Linked DNA regions of Hordeum vulgare: region 2 is linked to region 1. A link is a contact called in public Hi-C data. All regions are on one chromosome and are shown on one strand. The core of a region is the stretch at or near the end of the contact, and the rest is flanking DNA. Distances in the headings are between cores, read along the strand shown. Region 1 has its middle 180 kb from the start of LOC123441880. Region 2 holds the start of LOC123444327.

Region 1 (7,159 bases), core at 2,975-5,474:
TCTTAAGTTCATCCTCTTATGCTTTGAAGCCTTGTCGGGGCTAAACATCAACTTTTCTAAGAGTGAGGTCATTGTCACTCCGGTTCAGGACAACGAGGCTTTACATGTGACCCAACTTCTTAATTGTTCTCTTGGGTCATTTCCTTTTAAGTACTTGGGGCTTCCTATCTCCCCTTTCCACCTTTGTGTCAAGGAATTTAAACCTGTAGTCTCTAATGTGGGTAATAGAGTTATGCCATGGCATGGGAGATACAACACCTCAGCTGGAAAAGTTTGTCTTATTAATGCTTGCCTTTGTTCCCTTCCTATGTTCATCATGGGCTTCTATAGACCGTCTAAGGGCACACATGAGGGTTTTGACAAGCACAGAGGTGCTTTTTATTGGAACTTTGTGGACAATAAGTGAAAATATAGATTTGCCAAGTGGGATATGTTATGCATACCAAAAAGCCTTAGGGGGCTATGAATTTTGAATACCTCGATTATGAACACATGTATTATTATTAAGTGGCGGTGGAAGATTATGACTGCTACTCCTGGCACCCTCTGGTTTGATCTGCTTAAAGCTAAGTACTTCTCTGATGGTAGTCCCATGTTTGCCCCGGCGACTCGTGGATCACGGTTTTGGAAGGACCTTATTATGGTGAGGGACGTTTTTAGGGAGCATGTCAAGTTTGTGGTCAATAATGGTGTATCACTCATTTTTGGTTGGACTGGTGGGCTGGTGACTCCACTCTTGCTTCTTCTTTTCCAACTTTGTTTTCTTATTGTTCTAATCGTGAGATCTCAACCTGTGAGATCTCCCGTAATAACTGGGACATGGACTTCCGTAGGTCCCTTTCTCCCGAAGAGTTGGGGAACTCGCATCATCTTGCCGCTGTGTTCCCGATCCTCTCGGATGAGGATGACTCGATTACCTGGCCCCATGTTGCGCGTGGGAAGTTTTCTGTCAAGTCTCTCTATACTAGAATTATCTCTGGTACCCCTACTTCCAAGTTTATAATTATCTCTGGTACCCCTACTTCCAAGTTCAAACCCATTTTGGTTGCGAGGATCCCTCCCAAAATTAAGATTTTTCTCCGGGAGGCCTCTACGGGTCGGCTGCCTTCTGCTGATAAGATCCGGAAGAGGAATGGTCGTGGCTCGGCCTTTTGTGCTTTATGCTCTCCGCGGGAGGATACTAACCATATCTTCTTTGGGTGTTGTGTGGCCAAGCTGATGGAGGGTTGTGTTCGATCGTGGTTGCAAACCTCTAACCTTCGGGGGCGCTCTAAGAGGTTTTTTTCGGGTCGGGCCGGGTGCTCTTTGTTGGTCGTTATGGACTACCACGAACAAATTCACTATTGTGGGTGTGTTTCCTAACTAACATGTTGATGTTTTGTTTAAAATGTCTATTCTCTTGCTGTAGTGGAAATTATTAACTAAACCTGTCGAACGGGATGGGGTGGAGGTGTTGATCAACAAAGTTCGGACGTTTGCCAGTCTACTGATATCTCCTTCTGTCGCACCGTCTCCTTAGTTTGTTGGATCTTTCCTTTACGGTAGGTGGTTGGTGTGCGTGCCTTGTATCTATCATTTGGGCCTCCGTGCCGCTGAGTTATGGTTAGTGTATTTTGTGGTGGTCGGTTCTGAGTGTTTTGGGTAAACTGTTTGTATAATGCTGGTTGGTTGTGACTGTGACTTTATTTATAAAATCAGACGTATGCCTTTTCTTAAAAAATGCAAAGTAACACATCCATCACCGACAAGGAATACTGAACCTACGGAGAGAACGGCCAAACCAGAAGGCACACATGCATGAAATGCATTAATACAAACACAAGTTGGAACCAAAGCTGCTGGCAATTGAATGCAGAGATATGGTTGCTGCCCAGGAGCTTTCGTACCGGCTAATTGAATTGCGAGTACCGCGTCTCAACTACAACGCCGCAAAATCTATTGGCAAATGGGGGGCTACTCGTCTCGATCGGTTGGCCGTTGCATTGCACTGCTGAGCGCGATGGCAATCCATGAAAAGAAAAATAGAGTAAATACATCCAAAGTCTTAGAACTTGCATGCGACTGTCTCTGTTTTAAAATATTTATCTTTTTACAGATTTTATTATGAATTATATATGGATGTATATAAATATAATTTTAAATATATATTCATTCATTTTTGCTTTGTATGTAGTTCATAATTGAATCTCTAAAAAAATAAATATTTAAAAACGGAACATAATTTATAATATAAATTTATTTATTTTACTTTGTATGTAATCCATAATTGAATATAAAAGAGATAAATATTTAGGGACAGAGGGAGTTTATGATTGTGATCATCAAACTTGTATGGACGTGCAAATGCGATCATATATGCGTGCATATTGGGTGCTTATGTGGCACACCAGCATGGACAAGGCACGTTGTAGTGACACATAAATGTGTTTTTACACAAAACTCCCTCATCTTTTTCTTTTTTGCGAAAAGACCACCCATCAGTAGGAGCAAAAATGAACTGAAGAAATGCGACTACTTTGTCCCGAACGAGCGACCTAGCACATTACCAGGGGAGCTCCTAGTCAGCGCCTTCAGCGCCAACTAGGAGTTGCAACGCCCACGCAGCGACACTATTGGGCCAAAAATTCCGACGGAAACAGGAATTGAACATACAACCTCATCTAAACTGCTACGTTCCAAGGACCACTCAGCCCCTTGGGCAGGTGTGAACATTTACCTTAAACTTTTACTAGTCAACTACGGGATAAAAAAGAAAAAAAATCATGAAATCAAAAGTATTCATGTAATTTTCAAAAGCATTCACAAACTTCAAAACAATGACAAATTTAGTCAAAAAACATAAATATAAAAAATTTCATAAATTTTGGAAAAAATTATCGAATTTGAAAACAGTTCATCAATTTCAAAAAAATTCACCAAATTTGAAAAAAAAAGTTCATCATTTATTTATAAAATAATTGAAAACGAAAAAGTTCATCAAATTTGAACAAAAGAAGTTCATTCATATTGAAAAAAGTTCATCGATTTCACAAAATTTAAAATATGTTCACCAACTTTAATACAAGTTCACCGATTTCAAAAAAAGTTCACAAATTTTAAATTAATGGAATTGTTTTGAAAAGTTAATGTATTTAAAAAAAGTTCATCGGTTTAAAAATAGTTAATAAAAATTGAAAAAAAGTTCATCAAATATGAAAAAAGTTCATCGGACCTGAGAAATATTCAATGGAATAAAAAAACTGTTTTGTAGGAAAAAAATTATCCAACTTGAAAATAGTTCATCAAGTTTGAAAAAAGTTCATCAAATTTGGAAAAAAGTTTGTTGAATCTGAAAAATGCTCATGTATTTTGGAAAGGACAATCAATGGATTTGAAAAAAGTTCATCAGATTTGAGAAAAGGTTCACCAAACTTGAATAAAAACGCATCAAATTTGAATAAAGTTCATTGAAATTGAAAAAAAAAATGGATTAAAAAAAGTTCTTCGGATATGAAAAAAGTTCATCGGATTTGAAAAAAGTTCATCAAACTTGAAAAATGTTCAACGAAACTGAAAAAATGATTTTCGAAAATTTCATGCAAGTTTGAAAAAACTTCATAAAAAATTATCCAACTTGAAAATAGATTAGCTGCTAGGTCTATTTCTTAGTTCAAGATCCCTCTTACTAACTGGAATAAAAGAATTAGTAGATCTGTTCCGCCCAAAATGGGAATGGGCGCTAGGGTTATGAACTTATAATCATGGAATCGACTCGATCATCAGATTATAAGTTCATTCCATACCGGACCAGACCGTGCACATTCTTATTATGAGAAGGGGTCATTCGAGCTAAAGTTTGAATAAAATTCATCAAAAGGTAAGAAAACAAAGCTTCAAATTTGAAAAAATGTACATCAAATTTGGGAAAAAATTCATCAATTTTAAAGAAAAAATTACGAATTTGTAACAAAATAAACATACGAGAAATAAAGAAGAAGGAAAAAAATTAAAGAGAAAAATAAAAGCGAAAAAAAGAAAAGGGGAAGAAAGAAAAAAAAGAGAAATGTAGGAAGTATAAGAAAAGGCGGAAAAGATAATAATAAGCGTACCAGTTTTCCTGGCGGGATGGTTTCCACGTCCGTATAGGATGATGAGGTCGCCCGTTTCGATCCCTACATTCGCTCCTTTTTTCAGCTTGGGAATGCCCGATGATGGGCCGGCCCTGTGGGCGAGCGCTACAGGCGCCCGTTTGCAAATATGCACTTTAACAGGCGCCTGTAGAATCAAATAAGAAACGCCCATTACCCGACCCAGCCACTACACCTAACACTTTAATGTACAATGACAGAGGCGTACGTGGAACAGAAATGAGCTGCCGTCCACGCGGCCCAGTTTGCGCTTGTTTGGCTTTTCAAAATTTATAGACAATATATAAATTATAATCTCAATAAGAAGACAAGTTTCAAATATTGTTCCTGTATTTGTATTCTAAAATAGTACTTATAAATGATTAAAAACGATTCTATAATCATAATACAAATATTAATAATTATAGAAATGTTATATTTTTGTATAAATACACCTGTACCTTTTATTTGAGAAATTGATGGAGCATAATTTGTTCATGTATTATTTTGAAATGATTTTTGTGAATAACTAAAAATATTTGTGCAATTAAAATATCAATATTTTTAAAACTAAAATTAATAACTATTACTTTAGTAATACACGCATTTCAAGAATTATACACATATTTTATATAGTTCAACGTTTTGTATTATACCTGGCCAAACGGGCCCGATCAATCGGGCCGGTCCGCAGGCACGCCGGCCTAGCACGAGACGGGCCCGGCCCGGGACGCTTTAATCGTGCCCATGCCCGGCACGCGGCACACCTCGGGCCGTGAATGGTCTTGGAGGCTGGGCACGCGGACCCGCACGACACAATCCATTTATTTTATTTTTCATATTTTATTTTTTTAATATATATGTATATAATATACAGCCCAATAAGCTTAAAAATAAGCCTAGAAGCTAAACATATGCAGCCCATCATGCAAAACGGACCAACAGGCCGACCGTTTAGTAATCGGGTCGTGCCTGGATCTAGAGGCGCAGCCCACGGGCTGGCACAGCACGACCCCGGCCGATTACTAAGCGTGCCTTGGCGGGCCGTGCTGGGCCAGGCACGTGCTCGTACCCTGTCGGGCCGCGCGTTTGGCCAGGTTTGGTTTGTATAGTTAAAAATATTCATAGCTCAAAATATAAAATATTTCAATGAATATTTAATCCCGTCCAATATTTAAATTATATTTGTGTGAATATAAGTCATGAGTAAAAAATGTACACAAGTTAATATTAAGAAGCATTTAGTAAATGTTTGCATTCATCATTTTGTATAATCTACATACAAGTTGTCAGTGTATAATTCTTTTTGTATTCATTGAACAGTTTTATTTCATAAAAAAATTAAATGTCTGTATCAACTCTTTTTTTAATTAATAAAAAGTTAAACATTGTAAAATAATGTTTGTATAATTCAATATATATTTTTTGCATTAAAAGTGGCTAAAATAATTTTATATTATGGGATGGAGGGAGTACGTGACATTTATAAAACAACATTCTAAAATATATTTGTGTAAATTAAAAAAATGTACATTGTATTTTAAAAATGTTGACACATCTCAAAAATATATTCGCACAGTTCAAATAAATTAACGCATCAACATATTTTGAATTACACAAATATATTTTTACAATGTTTAATCCATTTTTAAAAGGGCACATACTTACATAGACCAAAAGAGATAAAAGCATGTACATCGTTTGTCTCTAAATTAATACGTTTGTTCCAGCCGCGTGTGAATCGCGATGTCACAGATTTTGAGCCCGCCGGTGGCAATTTTTTACGTGGGGAGAATGTATAAGTTTTTTTTGAAGTTCAAACTGCTCTCTATTTGTTCCTAGTAGGCAGGAATCTCTGGCGAAATAACGTCGTGGATACAATCAGGTGGCTCTTGCAGCCAAACCTTCACAAATTATTCATCATCCGATCTTTTTCACTAAAATGTGCCGCACTTCTGATGCTGAAATATCTGCTGGAATTTTATTTATTTTGAACCAGTTTTATAATAATTTTAAAAATTCATAATATATCATAGAGGCCCACGCAACCCATTCATGTAAGGCAAAAGGTAAAAAAAAAAGTCCCTCATTGCTAGTTTAGTAGGAGTTGGACCTCCTTATAAGGAAGGTTGTTTCCACACATGTATGAGCTCGCGTAGGGGCCAGGTTCACGTGGTCGAACAAGCAGGCGGACCCCATCCGGAGTGTTCTAGATCGGGTCTTTGTGTCGCCCCAATGGGAAGTGATGTTCCCCCCTCTGTGGGCTTAGGGCGATCACGCAGATTGGCTCAGACCATACGCCCCTACTCTTCTCGTCGGGGGATAGCTCCCCCCCCTAGATCATGGCGCTTTCGCTTTGAGACTTTTTGGTTGGATCAACCTGGTTTGTGCGAGTTGGTCCGCGACCGTTGGCTTCGGGCTGCCGCCTCCCCGCCGCAAGTCTTCAGTGCGGTGGACATTTGGCAACACTGTGCCAAGATGGCGCGCCATGCCATGAAGGGCTGGGGTGCTAACTTGGGTGCTGATCTCCGGGCCCGTAAAGGGGCCCTTCTAGGTCAGATTAAGTGCCTAGATGACTTGGCGGATGGAGCGGGTCTGTCCCCAGATGACTGGACCCGGAGGTACTCCCTTGATGCCGAGCTCATGGGCATTTTCAGGTCCGAGGAATTGTTCTAGCAACGTCGAGGTGGCCAGAACTGGCTTCTTAAGGGGGATGCGAACACCGTGTACTTTCAGGCCATCGCCAACGGCCGTAGGCGGAAATGTGTCATCCCTTTCCTCCGGGACGGAGATGTTCTTCTGGAGAGCCCAGAAGACATCTCATCCCATATTTACTCCTTCTATAAGGAGTTATTCTCGGCTGATCTGCGGGGAAGCTCCTCCCTCAGTGAGGACTTCTGGCCGCTAGCTGATCAGGTGTCCGACGTGGAGAATGCGGAACTCACTCTCCCATTCTCCTCGGAGGAAGTGGGCCAGGCAATCGCCTCTATGAAGGCGTGCTCGGCCCCGGGGCCAGACGGCCTCCCGGTGGTCTTTTTCCAGCGATTCTGGGA
Region 2 (7,159 bases), core at 2,628-5,127, 540 kb before region 1:
ATTTCTTTGTACGGGCCTTCATCCGCTGAGTCCCCCGCATATGATCTATTGTATGGAACGTCATGGTACATGTCTTATTTCATGCAATTTGCCTCCACATCATCAACATAATGACCACGAAGATAAGCCTCTGATTCATCACCCTAAAGCTCATCACCGTCCATGTGCAAGTCTAGATTATCAATTTGGTCATTCTCGACGGGGCTCAAAGGTTGGGTCAATGGAGGTTGGCTCATTGTTGTGTCATAGACATCCGAATTGACATGTGGTGACCCTCAAACCAGGATTCTAACATCACATGAAGATGCACACTGATTCAAATCAATGTGCAACCGAGCACCATCAACCTTTGTGGCAAATAACTCGAATGATTTACCTTGTGAGGCCAAGACACTCTCCTTATATGCTTCCCAATGAAACTCAGAGACAAGAGGCATTTTTTTCCAACAAATGTGTTGTCCATACCCAACATTATACCTTCTGATTAAGACTACTACATTGCTTTCTTTCATCCAATTCAACCTTCTTCAAAGCTCAACCACAATCTCCTCAAGGCTAGGACTTGTGGGAAACACCATCACTACGGGCTTCTTCTTCGAATCACCATACTCGGCGTCTCCCTTCTCAAAAGATACAAAGTCCACATGATGCACATTCACAATCCTTGCCATCTACAAACATAAACACCTAAATGAATCAATGCAAAATTGTATATTGATTAGAGGTTGAATCGATCATCAGAAGAAAAATTAGCCCAAAAATTAGGATACATTCTAGGAAAATGAACTTCAATTAAAGAAAAGCAAATGGACACTTTCATAAAAATTCTCGTAGAATCGAGAATTAAGTTTTCATTATGACATGCCAGATCATGAATTAGTAACTGCATCCAATCTCCAAAGGTCTCAATTGTTTCGGTTTTTGAAATGGGGTATTTATGGAATCCCCATGCCTAGGGTTTTCCAAAATTGACACAATTCGGAGATTTCAACCAGCAAAAAGAAGAGGAACGAGGGAGAATACCTTGAGGGGTCGAAGGGGACTAGGGAAAGATAATTCAATTATTTGGAGCTCCAATTCGTGAAATTTAGTGGGCATTAGGGATGGGGTTGAGCGGTACAGACGGGGTGGAGAAAGGGGGAAATAGAGGGTTTGGGAGGAGAGGGCCTAGCTAGTTTTGTTGACTCAAGGGGCATGGCGCCCTGGCGCCAGCATGGCGCCCTCACCTGGAGCGTCATGTTCCCTTACTCTGGGCTTGTACAACATTTGGGGCGACACCTAGGGTTCCCCTCCCCCCTCTGTCGTCGTCGGCCCTCCCTCCGGTCTGGCTCCTCCTCCTCTCTCCCCCTCCTCTCGGATCCACCTCACGCCGCCTCCTCGGGAGGTGGTCGGGGTGGCACGCAAGCTGTTGTCCCGCAGGCGGCCTCCTCCTCCGGCTCCCCTCCCCCGTCACCGCTGGCGGGCGCCCCAGGCGCTAGCCCGGGTCGTGCCGGCGGCGGCGGGCCCTCGTTTCCCCACGCGCTCGGTTCCCCTTCTCGGGGCAGGGGACGGCGGCGGTGCAGCTCGACCGGATGCGGTTCGGCGACCCACTGATGGTGGCCGGTGGCGGGTGAGGTGGCGGCGCTGCTCTTTGGCGGCGTGGTGGGGCGAGGTGGCCGACGGCGCGCCCTCGGCCCAGATCTGGGCCCTACGGGCCCAATCTGGATCCTAGCGGGCCGGCTACCGGCGTGGCTGTGGTGTCTTCTGCATGGTGGTGAGGAGGAGCAGCTTGGACGGGGGGTGGTGTTGCCGACGGTGCGCCAGTTGCAGCGTGATGGCAGGAGCTTCCGAGGGGTCCCGGCCGGGCCTGTGGGCCACGGGCCTGGTATGCTCCTGCTACTACGTCCGGTCGGCTACTGTAGTTGACGGTGGAGGTTGAGCCCTCCCGCGTGCCGAAGGTGCTACTGCTCCTAGTCCCGAGTCCTCTTCATCGTTGTGTAGGTCTGTCCTTATGGCGCTGTGGTGAGACGGCGCACGGGCCTCAAGACCGTGTTGGTGCTGGGTGTAGGTCGGCTTGGTAGCACGCTCCGGAGCGCCCAAGGTGCAGGTTGGGATCGGGGAAAACCCCTGACGGCCAGGCCGACACTGACGCGGTGACGTCGTTGGGTGTCGTTGAACCTTCCTGAAGGGTGTCGGGGCTATCCTTCCTCGCGCCTCGTCGCGTATCGGGGGAAACCCTTGGCAGCAGCGTCGTCATAGTCGCATTCCTTTCTGGAGGTGTTGATGGGTACCGGCGCTTTGGAGTCCTGGAGCTTGATGGAAGACTCTTGGTAGGCACAGCGGTCGCGAGTCTTTTGTGTTTTGTGTCGATCCATCGGTGTAGGCATTTAATTTTTTGTATTTTTCCTTTTTTTAGACGTGACTGTGATGTTTTGCCCCAGCCCTATCGTTGGTTGTACTGTTTAATTGCTTTGTAATACAAAGCGGGGAAAAACTCTTTTTCGCCATGTTTCCTTAGAGCAACTCTAGCACACCCCGCATCCCGCCCCGACCCGGAAAATAACCGCGAAAATGCGGGTCGGGGCGGGAAAATCTGCCCGATCAGACCCCACATCCCGCCCCGACCCACAAATATTTTTGCGGGGTACGGCAAAATCTCGGTCCCAACCCGCGTATTCGCGGGTTTCCACCTCGCCGCTGCGGTGCCCTACATATGAGCGAAATCGGTTGGTGGAGGAACATTTCAGTCCGCGCTTTCCCCCATCAAAGCATATTCCACGAATATGCTCTTTTACGGATCCGTTATGCGGGGTCTGCATCCGCGTCCGTACGCGCCAGCCCGCATAGACATTTTTATGCAAACTGCAAACACGTTGCGGGCCGGACGAATGCGGTGTTTGCTAGAGTTGCTCTTACTCTGCCAAGGTGACAAGTGAGCAATGATCAGTGACGCCTTTGACCGAGACGTTATGTTGTCTAGCATGGTGTGCTGGATATGGATGTCATGTAGAAGGGTCCTTTGTAAAAAAAAATGGATTTATTTTGTGCTGAACCTTGACAAAAAGGATCAGCTTTTCTTGTTTTTGACGATGGATTCCGTGTGCTTCCCAGTCGAGGACCAAGGATTACACGCGTAGGTCTGTGAGAGATTCGCAGGGGAGCAGGGGACGCGTGTGACGTAGTCGAGGGTTAATTAATCTGGATCAAGCCTGGCATAATCTTGTCACACTTTTAAAATGGGATCCCATGCTCGTGTATTCGGTCTCGTCAGAACTGGCTGCTGCGCGCGGTGCTTTAGATAACGATACAACTTTCAAACAATTTCAGCACCTTGTTTGTAAATCTTATATTTTCTGTCTCTTTTTTTTTGCGGGTGACTTATATTCTGTATCTGCAGGTGTACGTGGCACCTTCTGGCCTTCGTCACCTCTCACCAATGATCGGATTCATGATTAGTGGTACCAGTTCATTATATAATTACACAGAGGAAGAAACTGCTCATACGACCAAAATAGGTTGCACCTTTGATTCTAAAAAATGCACCTTCAAAAGCAGGAGGAGCTTTCCAGCCTGAATATATTAGCACTCACACAAGGTACGAGTACATGGGAAAGATTACAACCCCAGGTGACAGTTTGAACATTGTATAGAGCAAAACACATTTTTTAGCAAAACACTGTATAGATACTTTATTTTAAATTTTTATTTGAGGGGAATATAGCCAATTTATTTCCATGTGGCCCGGTGGATTGGATCAGCCTCTGTTTGACCTGGCCCGGTACGGGTAGGCCCGTGACCCGGCTCCGACCTCATCCTCCACGCGGCTGCCGCCGTACGTGGGAAGCTACACCTACACGGCATCGGTGCCACACCCACTGCCCTATATATACGCGCCCTGTTCGCCGATAACCAAAAAGATCATCGAGCTTCCAATCCAAGTCGGCAAAGTCCCCAAGTGTAACACGCAGGCGAGCACAAAACCGCACAAATATGTCGACGGTGGAGCAGGAGGAGCTGTCCGAGTGCGAGGTGCTGTGGCCGGAGACGCGCCACGGCGCTCCGGGGAGCCCGTATGGGCCATCGACGGCGGCTCCCGGAGGAGCCTCCAGGGATCACCGCCGGCAGCGCTCTGCGCCCGTGGACATTCCCAGGCCCGCCCACCTGCCCCGCGGGCGCGCCGACCTGGACGACGAGGAGGAGGAGGAGGAGCACGACGGCGCCATGGTGCCGCCGCACCTGATGGTGTCGCGCAGGTGGTCGGAGGGGAAGGCGGCGGCGTTCTCGCTGCGGTCGGGGCCCGGGCGGGCGCACCGGGACCTCAGCCACCTGCGCAACTCCGTGTTGCGGATGACCGGCTTCATCGAAGGGTGACAGTGACAGAGAAGGCGGGCCCGCCGTCGTCTGTGCATACGTGCGAGCGAGGAAAGTAGCCGGTGGCACCACGCGTCTTCGCCACGGTGTTGGGCTGTTGGTCAGTCAATTTTGTTGGGCTCATCTTCCCCGTGGCTGCCAGTCGAAATGATGAGTCTCCCTTGGGTTGGTTCATGGAAATCGGCCGGTAGCGAGTTTAGGATTATTTTTCTCGGAATGGAATAAACTACTGTGAGATTCTTCAGATTGAACCGCGTTCGTTTTTGCATCCTTGTGCCGAGAAGCTTCCCTTTGCTGTCGCCTGCCGGCACGGGCTTTTCATCATTTTAGTGGCCAAAATGTACTCTTTGACAAGTCTGACAGGTTGAAGCACCCTAGCGAAAAACGTGCGATTTAGCAGGTGGACAATTCAAAGAAAAAACATCAAGTAGGCTTCACGGAACTGTAGATTGAACATCTATCATCTGGAAGGTAGCACGTGTTGACGTATAATGTGCTGCCTAGTCTCTTCAATCAGATCGATCTTTTGGCTGCATTGGTTAGAGCATGCGCTTCTACATGGTATCAAAGTCACACGTGAGGGGGAGTGTGACGTATAATGTGCTGCCTAGTCTCTTTCATCAAATCGTTCTTTTGATTGCATTGGCTAGAGCATGCACTTCTACAGTACAAAAAGTTTCATGACAGGCAAGAGGGCCAGAGGGGTCATGTTAAAACTGCTCAAAATTCTTTATTCAATGGTGCTGGACCGATAACTATTTCCATGGTTACTGCTCCGATACAAAGTGAAACATTTCATGCATCTACGATGGATGCAGGATTTGACAATCTGTCGTATGATGGTTTTACCGTTCATACCCCTGGTTATTGATGACACTCATCTATCACCGTAGGACAAAGTAGCTGCATACAGGATGAGATTCTCTTTTGTGAAGGAGCTCGGCGAGCAACTACATAGAATGAAACGCTCTTGGAATTTTAGGACCAGAAATATACTGCGAAAGCCGAAAGACAGGCTGTGGAAATCACAGTGCCCTCATCGCCTTGATCCAATCGATGTCTAATCTAAAATCGCCTGGCCCAGTCTTAGCACCAGGAACGCCGCCTTCTGCATTTAACGAGACAGACATTCCCACGACGCGAGAAGGATTCATTTCCATCTCCGCTTCGATCACGTTTCCTTTCCATGTAGGCAAGTAGCTAGCAAGAGGGATCTGGATGGAGAAAAACAGTGGTATTTTAATCATGAACAAACACATAGTTGTCGGTTGTGACTAGAGAAATTACCTTCAGGATGCGCCAGCCACCCTGTGGTACGTACACGAAAGCCTGCCACGAGTTATCTTCCTCTTGTCCAGGTGAATTCACCCAGTTCTCTGTGTATATCTGCATACAAATTCAGATTATGGAACAATATATTGACTGGACATCAATTATTCATTGTTGTTTCTAGTCGTCGTATACGTACAGTGGATATGTAAGTTCTTCCATCCCCTCTGAGCTTAATTGCTATTGTGTCATATGAATCAAGATCGATGAAACCATCAAACTGAAACAAGGAATCGCATGAAGTCAGCAAAATAGTGTCTCCATACTGAGATTGCTCAAAATTAGAAATCCTTGTTACTTTGTGGACATCAAATGAAAGCTCAACTAAGCTTTTGACCAAATCCTAAGACACTGCATATAAATTACCCAACCAGGGAAGAACAAAATAAGGTGAGATTTAGGAAGCACGACTGTGGGTATGCTCAGCATTATGGTGTCTACTGAATATATTCTACTTTTTGAAGTAACTGACCATTCCCTTCTTTTAAATTGAATAACTTTATTTTATTAGAATTTTGACTTGCTAGTCAACATACACTCTTCACCAGCTACAACCCTCAGTGCAGACAGAACGCTATACCTTCTTTGATCGCATTCCGCAGAAACCACTTCGCCTGATCCTCCATGGTGATCCCTCGGACATATCCAAGGAGAGGTTGCCAGAAAAGACACCTTCCCAAGTGCACATGTTGGTTAAATCATTACAAAACTGTCAAGTTTAAAATTAAGCTGAGCTAGTAAGGAATAGGATCTATGGAAGTCATGAATAAATGGACTGCATGTTTCATATAATTATATTCAACTGTTATTAACTACATAGAAAAGACGCAGCTGATATTCCCTGCTAAACTAGACTAGTACAGACAAATGACAGTGAACGGTATTACAAGGCATTCCCATTTTTAGACAGCAATTAAGCTTATTTCTTCTTCTAGGTTCTACATGACTGCAATTACACACCACACACTTTTATCTTTTTCAAACTGGAAATTATAAATCATAATGCGAGCTATACTTCAAAAGATTGAGCCAGCTGGAAAAGTAAGCATGTCAAAGACATAGTACCAGTTGATGAAGTATCTCCACCAGAAACACTATCAGTTATCTCCAGTGATGCAGATGATAAACCTGGAGAACAACACTGTTCAATGATATTATCTCACAGATGCAAACACAAAGTTTTTACAAAAGGTGTCAGAAGGATGGTGTATAAATTTAATACATATATCAGAGAGATAATAATCTGTGGTGGAGAAAACAGGTTATCAAATTTCTATCAGAAGTAAGAAGCAATCCCATGAAAATTATTCTAAGCATGGGGCACTACACAGTCTTGATGTTTTACTCATGTATAAAGGAAAAAGGGTACCATTTGGCATGGCCTGTTTGGAATGGATAGACACCCAATTGGCTCACTATAAAGAAAAACTGGTACTCGCTCTGTAAAGAAATATAAAAGCATTTGGATCACTACTTTAGT

Evidence for each region. A called contact is a pair of places that touch in the nucleus more often than the background predicts.
Region 2: a Hi-C map of leaf shows a contact between it and region 1, with 4 times the contacts expected there. The contact joins the promoter of LOC123444327 here to the enhancer-like site in region 1. A contact is called at or near these places in 2 of 6 Hi-C or Micro-C datasets (both in leaf).

Annotation. Positions count from the first base shown.
Region 1 is chr3H:470,084,961-470,092,119 of MorexV3_pseudomolecules_assembly, reverse strand. No RefSeq gene overlaps it. Among protein-coding and RNA genes, the nearest start is that of LOC123441880, 180 kb to the right of the region's middle. Within about 2 kb of position 4,224, at least 3 of the 3 cell types and tissues checked have open chromatin away from gene starts, as enhancers often do. A contact at or near this core is called in leaf, where this site is marked.
Region 2 is chr3H:470,627,980-470,635,138 of MorexV3_pseudomolecules_assembly, reverse strand. It overlaps LOC123444327, which reads left to right and starts at 3,877. Exons shown (of 1, transcript XM_045121013.1): 1 at 3,877-4,594. The coding sequence starts at 3,970. The coding sequence ends at 4,350. LOC123444326 (probable complex I intermediate-associated protein 30) reads right to left here. Exons shown (of 7, transcript XM_045121012.1): 3 at 6,745-6,807; 4 at 6,260-6,351; 5 at 5,819-5,899; 6 at 5,638-5,736; 7 at 5,061-5,564. The coding sequence ends at 5,376.